Linked DNA regions of Gossypium hirsutum: regions 2 and 3 are each linked to region 1. The links are chromatin contacts, called in public Hi-C maps. All regions are on one chromosome and are shown on one strand. The core of a region is the stretch at or near the end of the contact, and the rest is flanking DNA. Distances in the headings are between cores, read along the strand shown. Region 1 holds the start of LOC107893512 (coiled-coil domain-containing protein 22). Region 2 holds the start of LOC107895164 (fructose-bisphosphate aldolase, cytoplasmic isozyme 1). Region 3 holds the start of LOC107913340 (phosphatidylinositol/phosphatidylcholine transfer protein SFH11).

Evidence for each region. A called contact is a pair of places that touch in the nucleus more often than the background predicts.
Region 2: a Hi-C map of leaf shows a contact between it and region 1, with 2.1 times the contacts expected there. The contact joins the promoter of LOC107895164 here to the promoter of LOC107893512 in region 1. A contact is called at or near these places in 2 of 34 Hi-C or Micro-C datasets (both in leaf).
Region 3: a contact with region 1 is called in a Hi-C map of leaf, with 1.9 times the contacts expected there. The contact joins the promoter of LOC107913340 here to the promoter of LOC107893512 in region 1. A contact is called at or near these places in 5 of 34 Hi-C or Micro-C datasets (all in leaf).

What each region holds. Positions count from the first base shown.
Region 1 is chrA13:91,889,639-91,893,060 of Gossypium_hirsutum_v2.1, forward strand. LOC107893512 (coiled-coil domain-containing protein 22) reads left to right here and starts at 1,842. Exons shown (of 6, transcript XM_016818528.2): 1 at 1,842-2,252; 2 at 2,675-3,115. The coding sequence starts at 1,968.
Region 2 is chrA13:91,657,583-91,661,004 of Gossypium_hirsutum_v2.1, forward strand. It overlaps LOC107895164 (fructose-bisphosphate aldolase, cytoplasmic isozyme 1), which reads right to left and starts at 1,589. Exons shown (of 3, transcript XM_016820415.2): 1 at 1,200-1,589; 2 at 304-986; 3 at 1-208. The coding sequence starts at 1,227. It overlaps LOC107895166 (uridine kinase-like protein 3), which reads right to left. Exons shown (of 15, transcript XM_016820420.2): 12 at 3,354-3,422; 13 at 3,168-3,240; 14 at 2,855-2,937; 15 at 1,964-2,732. The coding sequence ends at 2,556.
Region 3 is chrA13:92,096,651-92,100,072 of Gossypium_hirsutum_v2.1, forward strand. LOC107913340 (phosphatidylinositol/phosphatidylcholine transfer protein SFH11) reads left to right here and starts at 1,527. Exons shown (of 11, transcript XM_041085253.1): 1 at 1,527-1,930; 2 at 2,064-2,092; 3 at 2,970-3,053; 4 at 3,166-3,219; 5 at 3,360-3,422. The coding sequence starts at 1,876.

The DNA of each region.
Region 1 (3,422 bases), core at 592-3,091:
TAGACGAAAATACTACACTTAGGACACTAGATCCAACAAAACTATAACAATGTATATCTCAAATAAAGATAAATAAATCTATAAACTTCTAATTTTCAACTGCAAGAAAAAAAATTTTCAACAAAGTGAAAACACATCCTTGTGAAAATGTGCCTTGTAGGACGTGTTTTCCTTTCTGTCTCCAAAAACAACATATGTCGGTAAATTTCATAAATTTCAACCTAAATCTTTAATTATTTTATAAAAAAACAACATATTCGTTTAAATCTACCAGTTACTCATCTATACTATATATTATACTTTTAATTGAATTGATATCATAATTCCATCAAATACTATTTCAGTTAAATAATAATGAAAATGTCCTTACTTTACAAAGTAAATTGTATTTTTTTGAGAATATGTTTTTTGAAACATTTTCCTAATATTTATAATCTTCAAATAGTTACAAATGAAAGTTACAAGTAATCATAAAGTTTTATCACTTAATTATTAACTAAGTTTTGTTACTATCCATAGTCATGAGTTATGTCTCTTGTTACCAAAAGTTATGTTACTTGATTATTAACAAATAGTTATGATTATTCAAGTAATATGTAATGAATAAGTGTGTTCATTTTTAATATATGTGACTATCCTAATAGGTACCCATTGAATAGTTATGTCTCTATGAGAAGAGATAAAAACTCTTATAAATAAGAGTGGCATTTCATTTGTATGGTACACCAAAAGCACATCAAAAGTTTCTTACTATTCTTCTAAAATTTCTAATATTCCTAGATTGTTCTATAAAAAATTATAGCGGAAGTTATTTATAAAAATTGATATTTTTGTTATGCTCTGCTTAATTCTTAGTGGATTGATTTTGTCAATACAAAAAGTCAACAATCATTGAGCTTCATTGTATTCTTAATGTTCATTTGCCAGTAACTCTTTCGCACACGATGATATAGGTGAGGGCAAATAAAACCTTAAAAAAAAGCATTGATACACACCTTGAAGCCTGAGTTCTTTTTTATCCCTACACACCAACATTTTTGTCGTTTTATATCTTTCACATAGAAAAATAACAAAATTTACACATAACAATATTTGCTCCTGTAATTTTATTTTTTTAAAAAATAATTCTATTAGCAATTTTAAAAGTTACTTCACAAGTAAAAGATTATAAATAAACGAGAAGGACAATGGCAGAGCCACTAAGAGACTCAGGGGGCCATGGCCCCCTATAAAATAGTTAGACTCTTTATAATTTATAAAATTTTAAATTAGTAATGATAAAATTATATTTTACCTTTAAAATAATAAAAAAATTATTTAACTCTTTAAAAATTATAAAAATAAAAACTATTAAAATGATGAAATTATATTTTATTATCGTGAAAATATATAATTTAATTCCTAAAAAAAATTTTGAAAAAAAGGAGTAACAATGTTTCATACAATACAAAGGCCATTAGGATTACAAACCCATCTCAAAGAGAGGAAAACAGACCAAGATTTTAACCCATTAGTATTGAACAATGTTCCAAATTTTTAATCATCGAATTTTTAATTTAATTAGTTTGATTATCTATCTAATAATAATTAAATAAATAATTTAAATTTTTCTTAAAATATTAAAATATTTATAAATCGATTCAATCCATAATTTTTTATCTAGATTTTTTATTTTTCGTTGATTTTAAATAATTTCCGCAAAGATTAATTCAATCCTTTCAACCGAACCATTATGCTGATAGATTCTCGGTTAAATCCGTTGGACCGACTGGTCCGGTCCCATTAGACAACAGTGCCATACTGCCATTAATAGCAAGTTGAATCAGATCAAACGACAGCGCATCCGTTTCCAACTTTAAAACGACAGGGTTTAATTAGTAGTAGTATGTGCTTTCACAGTACTCCTTCCTAAATTTAATGGATCAGGGCTGCTCATTGCTCAAAGCCAAAAAATAAAAAATAAAAATATGGAAGAGTCTCAAGAGATTCTGCTAAAATCTTTAAGCAGTTTCGGCATTTCGATCCCGGAGAATGTTTCGTCGTTTAGCGAATTAACTCCGACGACGTTGATTTCCCTCTGCTGCCAATCACTTAACATCCTCGGAAACAACGATGACGACGATGAAAACCACTTCTCCTTCCCCATTTCAGTTGAAGATTCTGTCTCCGTCGCCGACAAGTTCAAGATCTGTTCCGACGTCTCACTAGCTTTTAAGAATCTGGGTTATCTCGGTGACATGAACTATTACAAGGTAGTCTTTTTTCCTTACCTTTTTTAATCATTATATGAAATATGGAGCTGAATTTTGAATGGGGTTGGTTTAATTATATTGATTTTAAGGTAATTTTATAATATTTTGGAGTTTATAGTGATAAGAAGTTAATTTTATGGATGAAATGATTTGTTAAGCTGAATTATGCCCTGAAAAGAAAGGATACTTTCTGTGGAAAAATCTGTTTGGTTCTTTTTTCTTATTGAAGGAAAATTTAGGGACAGATGAATCTGGATATTGGTTAAATGCAGATTTGTAGCTGTATTTCATGCACTATAAAATAAACAAAATTTTTACAATTTTTAAAAAGCTATCATGAATAAAACTTTGATTCTGGTTATCGTTATTCTTATTGTTATGAAATTATGCTTAGAACAGATTATATGTATTGCTTACGGCAGTTCTTGTATCCATCAGAAGAGGAGTTACATAAGTTGGTAAGGTTTTTGGTGGAGAAGCTTTCTAGTTCATCTGAAGCTGTAAAATTTTCTGGGGAAAGGGATGTTGGGCCGAGACTGAAATTCAAGGAGGATAACTTCGGGAAAGTTTCGGAATCTGTTATGAAGAATGCAGATAATGAAGAGGTTGATCAGAATCTTCAAAAGGTTGAAGCTATCTTGAAAGATCTTAGAGTAGATGAACTATCGGAATCATCCCAGTTCAAGGCTGGGGATGCAACTGTTGTCTGTGACCCTCTTAGGGTGCATGATATACTGCAGGATGAGCTATTTAGTGAGTCTACTGCTGAATTTGTGGATTCAAGTGGTGCATCTGGACATGAGGGTACTGCACATCAGAAAGATGAACATGTTTCAACTTGTCCCAAAGAGACAAACTCCAAGGTGCATTATTTGACTACATTAAATTTTAAGTAAATATTAGCCTACAATTAGGACCTGCATTTTTCTAATTTGTAACTAGAATATTATACTATGATAGTGTCTTAGGAAAAATTAAATGGCTTAAATTTAGATACGGGACTGATGACTAGATATGTAAAGGAGGCATATATGCTCAAGCTATTCAGGTTCAGCCCGAAAAATGTTGATTTCAGTTGTCATTGTCAAATCAAGCTGAAGCTTTATAAGCTTGATTTGAGTTGATTAGCTTGTGTGCCTAAATAAGGTTATTTTAATACTTAGTTTAAAT
Region 2 (3,422 bases), core at 339-2,838, 230 kb before region 1:
TCTTAAGCGTGCTCTGTTGCAGGGCTCGCCCGAACGAGAACGACAGCGTCCATGGCTTCAACACTTCCAGTTTGTTCATCGCATCCAGATTCTGCGTCGCCTCTTCCTCGCTTTGGCCTCCTGATAAGAACACAATCCCTGGCACTGCTGGTGGAACGGTTCGGCGAAGTGCGGTTACTGTGTATTGCGCAATCACCTCTGGTGCCTCCTGTGGTGAATCGGTACATGGTTTTTCAGACATCAGTATAATATAGGAATTTCATTGATCGTATACATGAGATAACATATGGGTTTTTACACTACCTTTAGGCTGTCAGAACCTGGAGTGACCATGTTGGGCTTCAAAAGGGTGCCCTCGAGTAAAACATGGTGATCATTCAGCGCCTTGTAAACAGCGGCAAGCACGGTTTCAGTGACAGCGGCACATTTTTTAATATCATGAGGGCCATCAGTTAGCACCTCAGGCTCAACAATGGGGACGAGCCCATTTTCCTGACAAATGATGGCATAACGAGCCAACCCCTGCGCGTTCTGCTGGATAGCCAACTCGGATGGCTCGTTGGGACCGATCTTGAGCACTGCACGCCATTTGGCGAAACGCGCACCAGCTTTATAGTATTGCTGACAACGCGCACCCAAGGAGTCGAACCCTTGAGTAGTGGTCTCGCCATTGGTGCCGGCTATCTCAACGGTGCCCTTATCGACCTTGATACCTGGAATGACATTGTTCTCTTCGAGGATTTCAACGAAGGGTTTCCCGTCAGAGGTTTTCTGGTAAAGTGTTTCCTCGAAAAGAATGACACCGGAGAGGCAGGATAATGCGTTGGGAGAGGTGAAAAGGAGCTCGCGGAGGGCTTGGCGATTGGACTCGATGTTCTCGACGTTGATGCTCGAGAGACGCTTCCCGATGGTGCCTGTGCTCTCGTCCGCCGCCAAAATACCTTTGCCTGGCGTGGCGATGTACTTGGCGTTCTTGATCAACTCCTCTGGGGGAAAATATACATATAGGGTTTAGTCAAAGCTAGGACTAACAAAATCATGCATAAAATAGCATATCTGTAATGAAAAATATGAACATTTATGGTACGGATCGATCAAGTGTTGTGGTCACTAAGGATTTACATGCATGTCCCCAAATACAACGGAATAAAACATGCAGGGGAAGACAACGAAAGCCAAAATCCAAAACGGGAGCTCACCTGCATACTTGCCAACAAAAGCCGACATGGTTCAAGGGTGGAGAGGAAGATATAATATGGATAATAACAAGAGGAAAATACAAAAGCAAATCCAAAGGGGTAGCACTCTTATATAGATGAGGTGGTAAGGAATATGCATGCAGGAATCCATGAGATACCATGCATGAAGTAGGGTACACGTGTCAAAAGAATAGCCCATGGAAAATTATCATAGTGGGATAAAGTAATGAGTGATGGCATTCCTGCCCAAGTGGCAGCTTAAATCCATGCATTATCCCGGGTTACAGTGTATGCAGTGGAATCGCAAATTGCTTATCCAATTGAAGCTGTTGTTTAGTAGGGGGAATCGGAGCAAACGAGAGATGGAAACTCAATTCCTCTATTTTAGCCACATCCTTAACAATTGGTCCAAACGCTCGGCCTCAACTTAACATGTTTGGCGACAACTTTCTTACTTATTATTTGATTTTGATATATCTGTCAGCTAACATAATTTCATTATGATTCTCCACTCCATTGAATTTTCTTTTTTTAGATAATTAAATGTTGATTTATTTTATCAGACTTATTTATTTAGAAAAAGAAATCAGTTTTGGCCTCAATTATTTATGTTGGAATTCTAAAATATTTAAATTCAACTCACTCGCTTGAGCTAGAAAGGATGATTAGAGATGATGCGTAGAAAGGAAGAAAAGTTTCTATTAAGATAACCAAAATAATATAGATAAAACTCTTGATTCCAATCATCAGTGCTCAATTCCTGGTAACCTCAAAATCTAAAATGAAATTTCATTATATCGAAGTGAAAATTTGTGGTTTATAAATACACAACATATTGGGGAGGCTGCTGAATCATTTATTAAGTTGGGACCTCCTTCAGCCACTCCCCCTAGTACGATGGAAAAGATAAAAGCAAGTAGTTTTCTATGTGAGGGTTTTACTAGGTCAGCTCTTTCCAACTTTCTGGTATTTTAAGACTCATTTTCAAGCATTATCTCAACAGATGTTAAAGATACGTAAATGGCAACTCTATTGTTCCGACACTTCAATTTTTTTTTCTTTTGTACTACTTATATCTGACGCCTATTTCTGACATGTATTCAAACTTGGATATAAGGATATGACTCTCCCATGCTTGGAAAAACTGTAAAAGAATTGAACATCTCCATGTCCGGCACATCCCACCCAAGTTTGAGTAACAATGACAAAAAAAGAAATCAACCATGGGACTCTAGGTCTGATTTAAGTCAAAACTGTTTCAAAAATGATTAGGCGAAGCGCAAAATGTACTAAATCATGCTCAGTTGAATTCTCCGGCTCACAGTAGTTTCGCCAGGGGGAAGACTTTGAATTAGGCTATTGAGAAGGGGGCACCACTTGCAGGTCATCATCATCCGTTCCAAAATATCGGTCCCCGAACTCACCCATACCAGGGATAACACGGAATTCTTCGTTTAAACCAATATCAATCTCAGATGTCACAATCTTTACTCTTGGGAAGCTTTTGCACACCACATGTACACCCTGAGGTGCCTGGGGAATCAAGTGACATGATGGTAGAGCAAGATGATAAGTAAATCTAAATCTAAATTATTCAAAAGAAGAACCCCACAATATACTGAAAATTGTAACAGCTTGAAACAACAATAACTTACGGATATGAGATTGAGAAATATGATGTTGGATTCCGGTACACCCTTTCTTATAAGTAATGAAATAGCTTTGACAGCTGTATTGCCTATAAAATAGTTGCAATATGTAAAATCACTAGTCCTAGATGGATGAAAAAGAAAAATATCATTGAATTTTCACAGGGTGCTTTTAAATACAAATTCCAGCTGTGCACAATTTTTAAACATGTTAAACCAAATGATGTTAAAAAATGGAATGGAATGATAAAACAAAATGGTTAACATGAAAACATGTTGCTATTGCAGAAGTTAATATCAACCATGAAAAGAAACAAACCCGTGCCGAGAATAGGATCCAGTAGCAGCACATGCCTTTCTGAGATGTCTTGTGGTAATTTTTCATAAATAAGCTACCCAATCGTAGGAGCAAGAAGGAAACATAGTGAGAAAGTAGGCAAATGATCACAAATTTTCATATCCGGAAGGTAGTTGAGTTTACAAACCTGCTGACCGTTGTCCTCACCTTCCCTATGAATAAGAATCTTGCCAATCTTGATCCCTTTGCAACATGCTCGCAAAGCATTCTCCATAC
Region 3 (3,422 bases), core at 277-2,776, 210 kb after region 1:
TCATAAACGACAAGCTGATGTAGTAGTTAAAAAATTTATATAATAACAAATTTACCTCTCAACTTTTAAATATTATATTAATTTAGTGATAATTTTAAAAAATTAATTGTCAAAATGTACAAATATTATATTAATATTCATATTAATATGAAATAAACATAATTATATTAATAATAAATAAAATAAAAATCTCCCACTCTATTGGACCTCCCCACCGCGGTCCCGTCCCCCCTAAACTTGTTATTATAATTATATTTATTTCATATCAATATAAAAATCCTCCATGGGAGGGGAGGTCGGGTTTATTTAATATTAATATAATTATATGTATATCATATTAATATAAGTATTAATATATAATTTAAATTTATTATTGTATTTTTTAAAGATATTTGTGTTTTTATATATTATTTTGAATTTTTTTGAATTAAGATATATTAGAAATATTTATAAATTTTAAAGATTAATTTTTTTAAAATTATGAATAAATGGAGATAATACGTAAAAGTGTTCCATATATGATTAGTGTGAAACCAACAAATTCATGAATAATATAATTAAATATTTTCAGTTGATGAAAAATATTATTTTCAGAATTCGTGAAATTATTATCTTTAAAATATTAAAATGAAAATATTTTGTTGTGTATATTAGTGAGCAGCAGTATAGTGGGCATTTGTGGGTGAAATAAGTTCAGCAATCCAAATGATATTAGGTTGTGGTATAGAAATACAACTCCAATGGGAAGACGAATAATACTAGCAGCCCAAACCGACATCATCTCTAGGGAACTTAGTCAATAGTTTCAGCCCTTTTAGAAATAGAAACGTCCACATATTTTAAAGGTCAAACATTTCGTCCTTACAACCTTGCAATTCTTAAACAAATGACTAAATAAATGTATTTATGAGTTTTAAATTTTAATAAATAAATAATTAATTTAAATGTTGTATGGCAAGCTGATGAATCACGGTCATCATTCGACCTCCCAACCGACTATTGATTCAAAATCATACTAAATATTGTTTGGTGATAAAAAAGAAGAAAAATTGGAAGGTGATCCATCAATGGCTAATTAAGTGGCATTATCATAAATGGGTCAAATCAATAATACAATCAAATTAAATCTTTATGTACCAAAAAACCTTTTTATAATCTAGCCATTTAATTCATTTATTTAAATATGAATCAAAGAATCAAGGTTTTGTTTTATAATATTTTTAGAAATTTGTTTGTGATAAAAGCAAATCAAAGATTGAGGGGAAACTCAAAATAATTTAAATTATATTTATTATTAATAAACAAATTTAATTATATTATTTCCCATATTTAATTCAAAATCATATAATTTTATTAAAAAAACTATAATTTTTCATCATTTTTTTACACAAATAACTTTCCCTTTTTTATTATATATTAATTCTAATATTTATTACGTATGAATCCAGCAGTAGCTACCCCTCTTTAATATGATCATTTAGTTTCTTTTTTCTTAAACTAAAAAATGAATTTTTATTTTTATTTTTTTAATTACTTCAAATTCAAATTCTTTTCCATTTCATAAAGCTATGGTTGCTTTTTAACAATTATGTTCTGAAGCAGCCGGTAACAAAAACGCCCAGATTTCATTAGTTTCAATTTTATTTTATTTTTGTTTTTTCTGTCTGGAAAAAAAAGAGAGTTTTCTCCTTTCTTATTTTTCTCTCTTTTGATGATTCTTAAGCATAAATTTTCTAACTTTAAGCTATAAAGAGAGCAAGAAAAGGAAATCAAGTAGAACTAGAGCTTTATTTAGTTGAAGTTTCAGTTTTTGCTGACAAAAAATTTTCTTCTTTATATTCCCTTTTTGTTAATTTGTTAGAAAGGATAGACAAAATGAGCAATACTCATCAGGAAGCTATAAAGCAATTTCTGTCTTTGATGGGAAATGGTGAGATTTAAGTATATAATAAGATTGATTTTTTTTTTTATCTTCCCTTTCTTGGGTTTCTCTTCCTTTGATCTGCAAATCACTAACAATTTTTCTTTCTGCTAATTTTATTTTTGTAAAATTGGACTTACAGTTGACGAGCAATTGAACGACACATTTCAGGTTAGTTTTTTCTTTTTTATGTGTGTGGGGGGGATTCTTTTATTTGTTTTTGTACTTGGATGCTGAAATAAGGGGCTGACGATAAGAAATAGGAACTCATATATAACTTTAGTAATAATTTGCCAAGTTTTTTTAGTAAATAGGTTTTGTGCTGTGGACTTGATCCAATTGCTTGCCTTTTTGCAATTTCATTGTTTAGGAGGTTCATGTTCTTTGCTGGTTCTGATCTATCTCTTGCTTGATTTATCTCAGTTAAATGTTCTTTGTTCTCTGAAATTGTAGTAGATTTGATTCGGAGCTTTGTCTGTTGTAACTGTTTTACTAGTTTTACATGGTCGATGTTGCTCTGATTCATTTTTCTTGATATACACGACACATTTGGACATAGTAAATGGGGTGTGATCCCTCAAAACCCTCTAAATAAATGGAAAAAACTTGGAAAAATTAGTATACATGTGGCAGGTTTGAAACATTCATCCTACTCTGGGTAAGTTTCATAGTTGTGTAAATTGGTAAAGAGTTATAGGAAAGCTTAGTTGGTACTTGCTAGTTTAAATCTTTTCGAATTGTAAGATCATAGTTAAGGATTTGTGGATTTGATATTAACCATACAATCTGTAGATGAAAATTTTACAAGTGCCACACAATATCTAGAGCTATATGTATTGTTATAGATAAACAAAATGCCGATGATATGATTTTCCTTCCCAGTAAGCCTACTTTGTATAGATATTTGAGGTGTTATGAAGTTTTGTTTATATTTACCTGTTTTTATGGACTTGTGTGGATCAGATGGATGAATACAGCATTTTAAATCCGTGTTTTATGCTATGATCTGCCAAAAGTTTAGTTTAAAGTTGAATCCCTTGGTCTGCAGAACATGCACCATGGGAATCCAACTGAGACTCTAGCGCGGTTTCTGAAAGCGAGAGATTGGGATGTTCAGAAAGCCTATAAAATGGTGAGATTCCTCGGATGCACTTGAGCAATAATAAAATTTGGGTATCGAAGATATCTTCTTATTTTTTTCCCCATTTTCCTATTTATTAATTCCTAGTTTGTGCCTGCTCCAGTTAATTGATTGCTTACAATGGAGAATACAGAATGAGATTGACAACATATTATCAGTGAGTTTTTCTGATTATAAACTAATTGATTCCTATTATTTATCAGCTTATACTGCAAAACCATGCTGTTGAAACAGCATGATTTATTGTGGAAATTGGCAATATTTGAGATAACTGATTTACTTCGTTTGATTATATAGAAACCAATTATTCCCGCTGACTTATATAGAGCAGTGCGAGATTCTCAGCTTGTAGGATTATCT